3 separate regions of the Mus musculus genome follow, and all the other regions are linked to region 2. Evidence: chromatin contacts called from public capture Hi-C and promoter capture Hi-C data. All regions are on one chromosome and are shown on one strand. The core of a region is the stretch at or near the end of the contact, and the rest is flanking DNA. Distances in the headings are between cores, read along the strand shown.

What was found. Promoter capture Hi-C pulls out the DNA fragments that hold promoters and counts their contacts. Capture Hi-C pulls out chosen DNA fragments and counts their contacts.
Region 1: a contact with region 2 is called in a promoter capture Hi-C map of pre-B cells, with 4 times the contacts expected there. The contact joins the enhancer-like site here to the promoter of Tsfm in region 2. A contact is called at or near these places in 2 of 39 promoter capture datasets (embryonic stem cells and pre-B cells).
Region 3: a capture Hi-C map of macrophages shows a contact between it and region 2, with 9 times the contacts expected there. The contact joins the promoter of Rps26 here to the promoter of Tsfm in region 2. A contact is called at or near these places in 1 of 39 promoter capture datasets (embryonic stem cells) and 1 of 9 other capture datasets (macrophages).

What each region holds. Positions count from the first base shown.
Region 1 is chr10:128,860,683-128,863,382 of GRCm38.p6, forward strand. The region is part of intron 9 of Sarnp (SAP domain containing ribonucleoprotein); the gene reads left to right. Among named protein-coding and RNA genes, the nearest start is that of Gdf11, 30 kb to the right of the region's middle. Within about 2 kb of position 1,274, at least 19 of the 459 cell types and tissues checked have an H3K27ac peak or open chromatin away from gene starts, as enhancers often do. A contact at or near this core is called in pre-B cells, where this site is marked.
Region 2 is chr10:127,029,416-127,032,115 of GRCm38.p6, forward strand. Tsfm (Ts translation elongation factor, mitochondrial) reads right to left here and starts at 1,399. Exons shown (of 6, transcript NM_025537.3): 1 at 1,329-1,399; 2 at 1,048-1,221; 3 at 139-267. The coding sequence starts at 1,382.
Region 3 is chr10:128,625,148-128,627,847 of GRCm38.p6, forward strand. It overlaps Rps26 (ribosomal protein S26), which reads right to left and starts at 1,359. Exons shown (of 4, transcript NM_013765.2): 1 at 1,329-1,359; 2 at 916-1,093; 3 at 60-190. The coding sequence starts at 1,331.

The DNA.
Region 1 (2,700 bases), core at 24-2,523, 1.8 Mb after region 2:
GATGTTTTTGGGATTTTTAAGAAAGTACTTTGTCAAATATAATTGTAGTTATTTCTAAGTATGGCTGCACATAAGTAAAGAACACCATTGTCCTTTTAAGAAACATAGTGAGTGTGTACATTCAAGACCAACCTAATCTACAAAGCAAGTTACAGTCAGCCAGGGTTACACAGTAAGACCCTGTCTCAATAAAAACAGAGAGATAGCGCCTTAGTCTAGCAAAATGGCTCAGGAGGTGAAAGTACTTGGTATTCGAGTATGGCAGCTTGGATTCAGTCCTAAGAACAAATAGTCAAAGTAGAATTGACTCCCCAGAATTGTTCTCTGACCTTTACATGCACGCCACGAACTGTTACATGTGTGTGCATATGTATACTATTAATAACTAATTACAGAATACAGATCTATAAGCCTGTCCTCTTGAGAGTCTGATATATTAGGTTAGTATGACACCAAGAATCTGTGTTTTTCAAGTAGTTCAAGTAAAAAGACCTTCATTCTATATTTCTGAGTGCTCAAATAAATCCCCCCCCCTTTTTTTGCATTGTTATTCTCTGAATATTTTGGGTAAGATAGCATTTACTTTTTCTTAAAAGTTTTACTTCCCTTTATTGACTTCTTGCCATTTCTGCCAAGCTTGGTATCACTTACCCTTAAAAGCAATAGCTTCCTGCTTCTAAGGGAAGGAGGTGGTGACTTTTAATAGAAATTGGTTTCCTGGGGGTCTTAAGTGTGAAGCCTTCATTTCCTCTACCTGCTTTTCTTTGTCCTACAGTCAACTAGAGCAAAGCTGAGAAGATCTCCTCTTGTGAGAGAGACAGAGACAGAGGCAGAGAGTTAAATTGAGTGTGTGTGTGTGGCCATTTAGATTCCAGAAAAAAGAGATAGGAACTTTTGAGAAGAGTTTTTTGATGAGTGATCATGACTTTGGTTTCAATCATACAAAGGTAGAAAACATGGGTCCTTGGGGGTTTGTGATTCTGTTGGACTTTACAGTTCTCACATACTATTGTCCCCAGAATGTTGATTCTGCTGTGCCAGAAACTGCTGAATACAGGAAAGATGACTACTGTATATGTTTAGGGAATGTTATTAGACCTCTTTACCATGTGTTTGCTAAGGTGGCACACTTCTGCTAGTCTAGTGTTTTATCTCTAATCTGCGTAGGCTGAGTATACATAATGTTAGTTTGGGGGACTATTTTGTTTTCTCTGCACTGTCTAGCATAGAGGCTCAGGAAAAAAGAAGGTCAGGTGAGTTTCAGGAAGCAGAGAAGTGACAGCTGTATATTCAGTCATTGAAGTCTTTCTGAGAGAACAGCCATCAGCTGTTGCCATTCACCCTGTAAGTATGACATTGGAAGCTCATTTACTCTGGGGTTTCATAACCTTTACCTCTGGGAAGTCAAGGCCATGTCATATTTATTTCCCATTGTCTCCTGGGCTCTGCTTTCTATCCTGCTGTCAGTCACATGGTGGTAGATTGAGGAAATCTATCCTAAGGCTTTTTTTTTTCCCTTATAACCTTAAATTCGTGTAGAAAATCAGATTAGTCTGAGAACTTTTGACTTCTTAATGCATATTATAATTCATTTACAGAAAGCACCAGCTACCTCCTTGGTTTTTTGTTTTTTTTGTGTGTGTTTTATTTGCGACATACACTGGCTCAGGGCTGTGGGTAGAGCTCAGTGATAAAGCACTGACATATTCTCGGGCTCATAGCCTCGTACTGGGGTGGACAAAAGGTAAGAAGACAACGGTCTTAGCTCACAGCAACCCTCTTCAGTCACTCCAAAAGAAAGGTTCCTGAGGGAAGATTAGCTGTAGTATCTTTGGTTCCTTCTACTCAACTTCATCTTCAGATTGGAATTTGTCCTCATGTCGTATAAGAGGGCTGATAGATGAATCACTTTTTGTAGCACTAACCAGTAGAAGGATGCCCAGCTTTGGTCTCTCAAGATAATAGTGAGGTTTTTTTTTTTAAAGTCCAGTAACTACTTTTTTGTTCTTGGGAATTTCTGAGTTTAAAATTCTTCAGTGTGCCTGAATTGCACTTGAGGGTACTGTTGGTTTCTCAGGGTTACTTTTTATGAACTAGAGTGGTACTGGCAAGATTGAAGATGGTGAATGTTTGAGTGTTTGAACATCCTGCTCACAGGGCACAACTGCATCAAAGTGGGCTGACTCCCTTTGGCAAAGGGAACAGCCTCAACACAGTTTAGAAGTAGTATTGTGTATTCAAGATAAAATTAGCAAGTTTGGAAAACTGTTCTTTTAAATTTAATCTTGAGTTTGAAGTTGAGTTTGGAAATGAACAAATGTTTAAACTTGTTTTTGAATAAAGATTAATGTTGGTACTCTGCTGGAAAAAGGAGACGATTGTTTTTTTAAAAACCTGCTGTATTAGCTGCCAATTACTGGAGGTAACCTACTGTGTACTTAATTCCTGGCTATAATTTTGGTTTCTATAGCCTTGGGATTATCCTCCTGTCCTCACTCTGAGACTTAGTATTTCATGAATAAATGGTCAGGCCATAAGCTTTTGCTCTGTTCCCCCAACTAGCTCATATCTCAGTAATCCAGTTTATTCTAGTTTTCCCACTAGTTAGTTACCTTTCCTCAGGTTTATCATCTGCCTTCTCCTCAGAGTTCAGGGCAGATCTCCCACCTCTGACTCTCCTATAACCTCCAACCCCCCTTG
Region 2 (2,700 bases), core at 149-2,648:
ATCCCGTCACATAACGGAGGCCTTGGGGACTTCACTCGAGCCACCGCTTACAGATTCCTTAAGCATGCAAAGGGTCCACCACAGATCGTACTCTCCAAGATACAGCTGTTTCTAGTATGTGGCATCCCAACAACGCACCTCTACTAAAACAGCTGTGTTTCCCTCCTGCAGAAGTCCAATCAAGCCTTCTTTAGTCTTCCTCCCGTGGAGCTTGGCGGCTTTGCTCCATCCTTCCTTCTGGGCCTGTTTGTGCAGCCAGTCCTCTGCCTACAAATGCAAAAGAAACAGAGGGGAAAGTCAGTCACAGGAACTAGAAATGAAAGGTACTTTAAAATATGTCCAAACCATATATGACTTTTTATAATTTCTTTTTCTTTAATGATTTATTTATCTTATGTATGAGTACACTGTATCTGTCTTCAGACACACCAGAAGAGGGCATCAGACCCCACTGCAGATGGTTGTGAGCCACTATGTGGTTGCTGGGAATTGAACTCAGGACCTCTGGAAGAGCAGCCAGTGCTCTTAACCGCTGAGCCATCTCTCCAGCCCCCATATGACTTTTTCTGCACACCCACATTCTATAAGAGAAACTACTAAATGCTTTACACCAAGCGCTGTAGTCGCTGTTGCTTCTCTACTTTTAATCTTTACAACCCCACTATAGGATAGATGGTAGTGTTTTCATTATACAGACAACGCTGACAACACGAAAGGATTCATTGCGATCTCCAGAGTTTGAGCGGGTGTGAGAGCCTCTGGAGTCTAACTCCTAAATTTATACAAACACCGATCTCCAGGCAGCAGCAAATCTCATAGCCATAAGGAACATGGAATTCAGCAAGTTAAGTTTCTAGGTTAACTGCTTCCAGTGAAAACGCAGTCGAAGGGTAAAGCTCTCGTTTAAGCCAAATTTTCCTCTTTGGCCAGTTCTGTCGCACAGGACACTGGGCAGCAGCAGGTCATGTCTATGCTCCGCAGAGTGACCCCCGGAAGGAAAGAATGGGGTGGAGCCGTAGCACCAAATCTCGCAGCACCTCCTCCCACCTGCTTGAGGTCACCGCCACAAGTCTCCAGAGCCTTCTTGCAGTTGACAAAGGAGTAGCCGGTTTTCCGCCGCAGTTTCATAAGGAGCTCCTTGCTGGAGGCAGCAGAGGACAGCGAGGGGCCGGCGTGAAACGTGAGCCATGGCTGGGACGGCTGGAGCAGGACAGCCCTCGCCTGGGGAGAGTAAGGAGAAAGGGATGAGCTCCCGGAGCAGAACGGGAGGAGGGGGAGCACCATCCGCGGGGCCAGGGTCGGGAGAAGGGAAGGGCGCGCGCGCTCACCGAGCGGCCGGTGCACGCGACCGGGAAGAAGCGCAGCGACCGCAGAAGCGACATCCCTCTGGCCCTCCCGCCCATCGGCGCACAGACGGGACGCCGGCCTACGGCGTGGCGCGAGAGCCAAAACGCCTCCCAGAACGCGTGGCGCGAGGATGCTGCCACCTGCTGGCAGGAGGGATGTGCCCGCTTCTTTTAAATTCATTAAAATATTTCACAAAAGACTTAGCGGTAAAGTTGCTGCGAAATAACAACACAAGACATGTAGGTGACACTTTGTTTCTTTATTTCCAATGTACTTTTATATTCATTATCCATTTATGAGTCCGGACACACACACACACACACACACACACACACACACACACACACACACACACACACGGCAGGTAAGTAGGGTGGGCTCAGGAAATTGCCCAAGGTCACCTGGAGAAGCAGAGTTCCTTCAACAAACCCAATAAATAATTGCTGAATTAGTAAAATATCTACTGAACATATGTGTGCCCGGAGCTGTTGCTAGTTTCAGGGGATCGGTGATGCATAAATCATAGCTCTACCCTCCAATGCATCTATTGGTCTGAGGAAATAAGAATCGGGTAAGGCAATATAAGGTCCCTAACCAGTTAAAAGATCTCCAGTCAAGGAAACCACATCCAAACAGAAAGCTCGGGAAAAGGAGTGGTTTCTTCTTATTTTTCTTTTTCTTTTTTCTTTTTTTGATTCCAGAAGCAAAGCATAAGTGTAGACAGAGAGCAATGGCCCTTCCTGGAAGGGATCATCGGAAAAGTGGAGAGGCCAGGGAATGCCCATAGAGTTAGGGAACAAAGCGTTAAGACACTTTAGCTAAAAGTGCAAAAGAAGCAGAGTAGGAAATGAGATACAAAGTAGTTTAGGAGCAGGTGTGTGTGGCCTGAGTACCAAGCAAAGACGTTTGTTCTGACAGTAGAAGCTAATTAGAGCAGGTTTTGGAAGATGGCAAGAGCTTGAGGCGTGGCATCTAGGTTAAGAGAACAGTGGCAGACACATCAAAGATGGTTGTGTGCCGAAAGGCTAAGTAAAAAAAGAGCCAGACTGCTGCAGAGAGGGAGAGACAAGAACCGAAGGCAAAACAAGAAGGAAAACCTGACGTGGAAGGAAGAACTAGAGATTAGAAGAACCTCGAACCCAATCCAGAATGTGATCACATGATGCCTGTGATCAGGTCTTGAGCTTTGCAAAGGATGAAGAAGCTACAGACCAACGGGACATCTCTGATTCTCCTCCTGGGGCTCAGGTCTAGGAAGACTCCCCCTATTGAGACTCTTATTTCAACAAGCAAGAGACAGACATTCTGGAGTATCTTGGCATCCAGCTTTCTGGCAATGTTTAGAGATACAGG
Region 3 (2,700 bases), core at 109-2,608, 1.6 Mb after region 2:
TTAATGGATACTTCTCTGGGTAAGACTATGTATGTCCCAAGTTAAAATAATTTACTTACAGCAGGTCTGAATCGTGGTGGGGGTGTTCGGTCCTTCCGGGCCTCGCGGGATCGATTCCTAACAACCTTGCTATGGATGGCACAGCTCACGCAATAATGCAGCTTGACATAGAGCTTGGGAAGCACGTAGGCTGAGAAATCGAGAAGCAGATTAGACAGACGCCCTTTCCTGTGATTCTCTTATTCTATTGGTCAGGATTACCCTAACCTCCAAGTTTTACTGATAAATGACACCCAATGAAAACCAGAGAAACCAACACCACACCCAACATACACCAAGAGTTCAACTCTTGGGCTAGAGGTTGCCACTCAAAAGGCCAAGGCATCCTCAAAGCCAAAGTGGGCCACACAATATGAGAATAGCTCAAGTTAGGGAGTCTCACTCTGCTGGCAGGCCTCATGGTTACTACTGTTAGGTCAAGAAAAAAACAAAACAATGAACAAACAGACAAAAGCCAGCCAGGTGCTGTGGTGCACGCCTTTAATCCCAGCACTAGGGAAGATCTCTTGAGTAGGTCTACACAGTGAGTTCTGAGACGCCAAAAACCAAGTCACAAACTGCCCAAACCAGTCTTTGCCCGTTTTAAAAGCTGTTCAATTTTTTTCAATAACTAAAGAATTATGCTTTTTCAGATTCTCCTAAATAGGCAGTCTCTCACAGGGATGGGATGCAGGGGTTTGGCTACCATGCATGAGCCTCAATCTCCACCCCAAGAGAAAAACCAAGTTAAAACCCCATCATTAGGCCTGCTTACTGTGCCACAAAAGGCACCTTCTCCCCAAGCTGAAGACAACGAGCCATACACACCCTCCTCACTCTTCGTCCCTGTACAAATCACGGCTGTGGCTCACTTACCGTCGAAGACGCTTGCTTCAGATATGTCCCTGACAGCAGCGGCTTCTACAATGTTCCGAATGACAAACTTCTTGATGGCCTTATCCTTGGGCACGCACCGGGCGCAGTTCGTGCAGCGAATGGGCTGCACATGGCCGCGGCCCTTTTTGGCGCGACCGTTGTTTCTTCTTTTTTTGGTCTGAGAATGGAAAGAGACGCTATTGGAAAGGGGGCGAGAATTCAGCCCTTCCTGGCCGGCCGCCGCCCGCAGCCCCGACAGAGACCCGTACAAGTCCCGAGCACGCCAAGTCCGGGCTGGACGGACCCTTTGTCACTTTCTCCTCCAAGACTCTGACTTTCAGGTCCCTACCGTCCATAGATCTACTTCTACCCCAGTACCCAGGCCCGCGCGCTCACCACGCGGCGACACTCACCATCTTGGAGCCAAGACTCGAAAGAGGATCCGGCGGCTTGCCCGACCCGCTTATATAGTACGAGATTCCTACGCTCACGCTGAAAAAAAAAACCCTCAGCGACCTGTAATTCTATTTACTCCCTAGCAGCTATTATGCTCGAATTTACCTAATTACTTAGAGTTTCCTGTGAAATGTAGGGTTGTGATAAGTCCCTAGAAATGGTCTATGACGAAAAATATCAGTGGAACTATTTAACCTTCCGGCGGAAGATTAAAATGTTACATTCCCAAACCAGGAAGTGATTACAAGGCTCTATAACATCCGGTTTACGATAGTTCCAGAGCGGAAGTTATCCAGAATTCGGACGCACACTCCCTAGTGTGGGAGGACAAAAGAGATGCATTGTGGGAGTTGTAGTACGACTTGGAGAGGTTCTCTCTTGCCCGTAGTAGACGGACTAAAGGCGGCGCTAAACCACCTTAAGACGCCATGATTTATTTCTTTGAAATATGTGTTCTAAGTGTAGGAATTAGAAATAGAAGACCTGGGAGAAATAAACCATTTGTAAATGCGTCTTTCCAAATAGAGGCTTCGAGTGTTGGGATTAGGCCACCACGCTGGGCTTGGACCACCATTTTATTTCCAGATCCTATTAACACAGATGAAGCACTGTAGTTAGTACATTGTATGTACCAACACAATTTAACTGATCAAGTCTATCAGATAGTTATTTATTTTGAAACATAGTCAAGTAGTCCAGGCTGACCTGGAACTTATTTGGTTAGCCAAGTGTGACCTTGAATTTCTTTTTCTTTTTTTTTTGATTTTCATTTCCCTAATTGCTAGAGATGAACTTTCTTCTTTTAAGATATTTCTCAGCCAGGCGTGGTGGCGCACACCTTTAATCCCAGCACTTGGGAGGCAGAGGCAGGCGGATGTCTGAGTTCAAGGCCAGCTGGTCTACAAAGTGAGTTCCAGGACAGTCAGGGCTATACAGAGAAACCCTGTCTCGAAAAACCAAAAAAAAAAAAAAAAAAAAAATTTAAAAAAAAAAATAATAAAATAAATAAATAAAAAATAAAAATACCTTTGCGATTTTTCCTTATTCTGGTCAGAATGGCAAAGATCAATGGAACAACTGACAAGAAATGACTGAGAGGATGGGGAGGACTCACTCACTGTTGGTGGGATAGCAATCTGGTATAGTCACTATGGAAATCAGTGTGGAGAACTTTCAAGAGATAAATCTATCACATGACCCAGCCATATCTCTCCTTGGCATATGCCAGAGGGACTCAACATGTTACTCTGCAGATACCTGCTTAGACACGCTCATTGCTGCTCCAAACACAATAGGCAGGAGATGGAACAACCTAAATGTCCTACATCT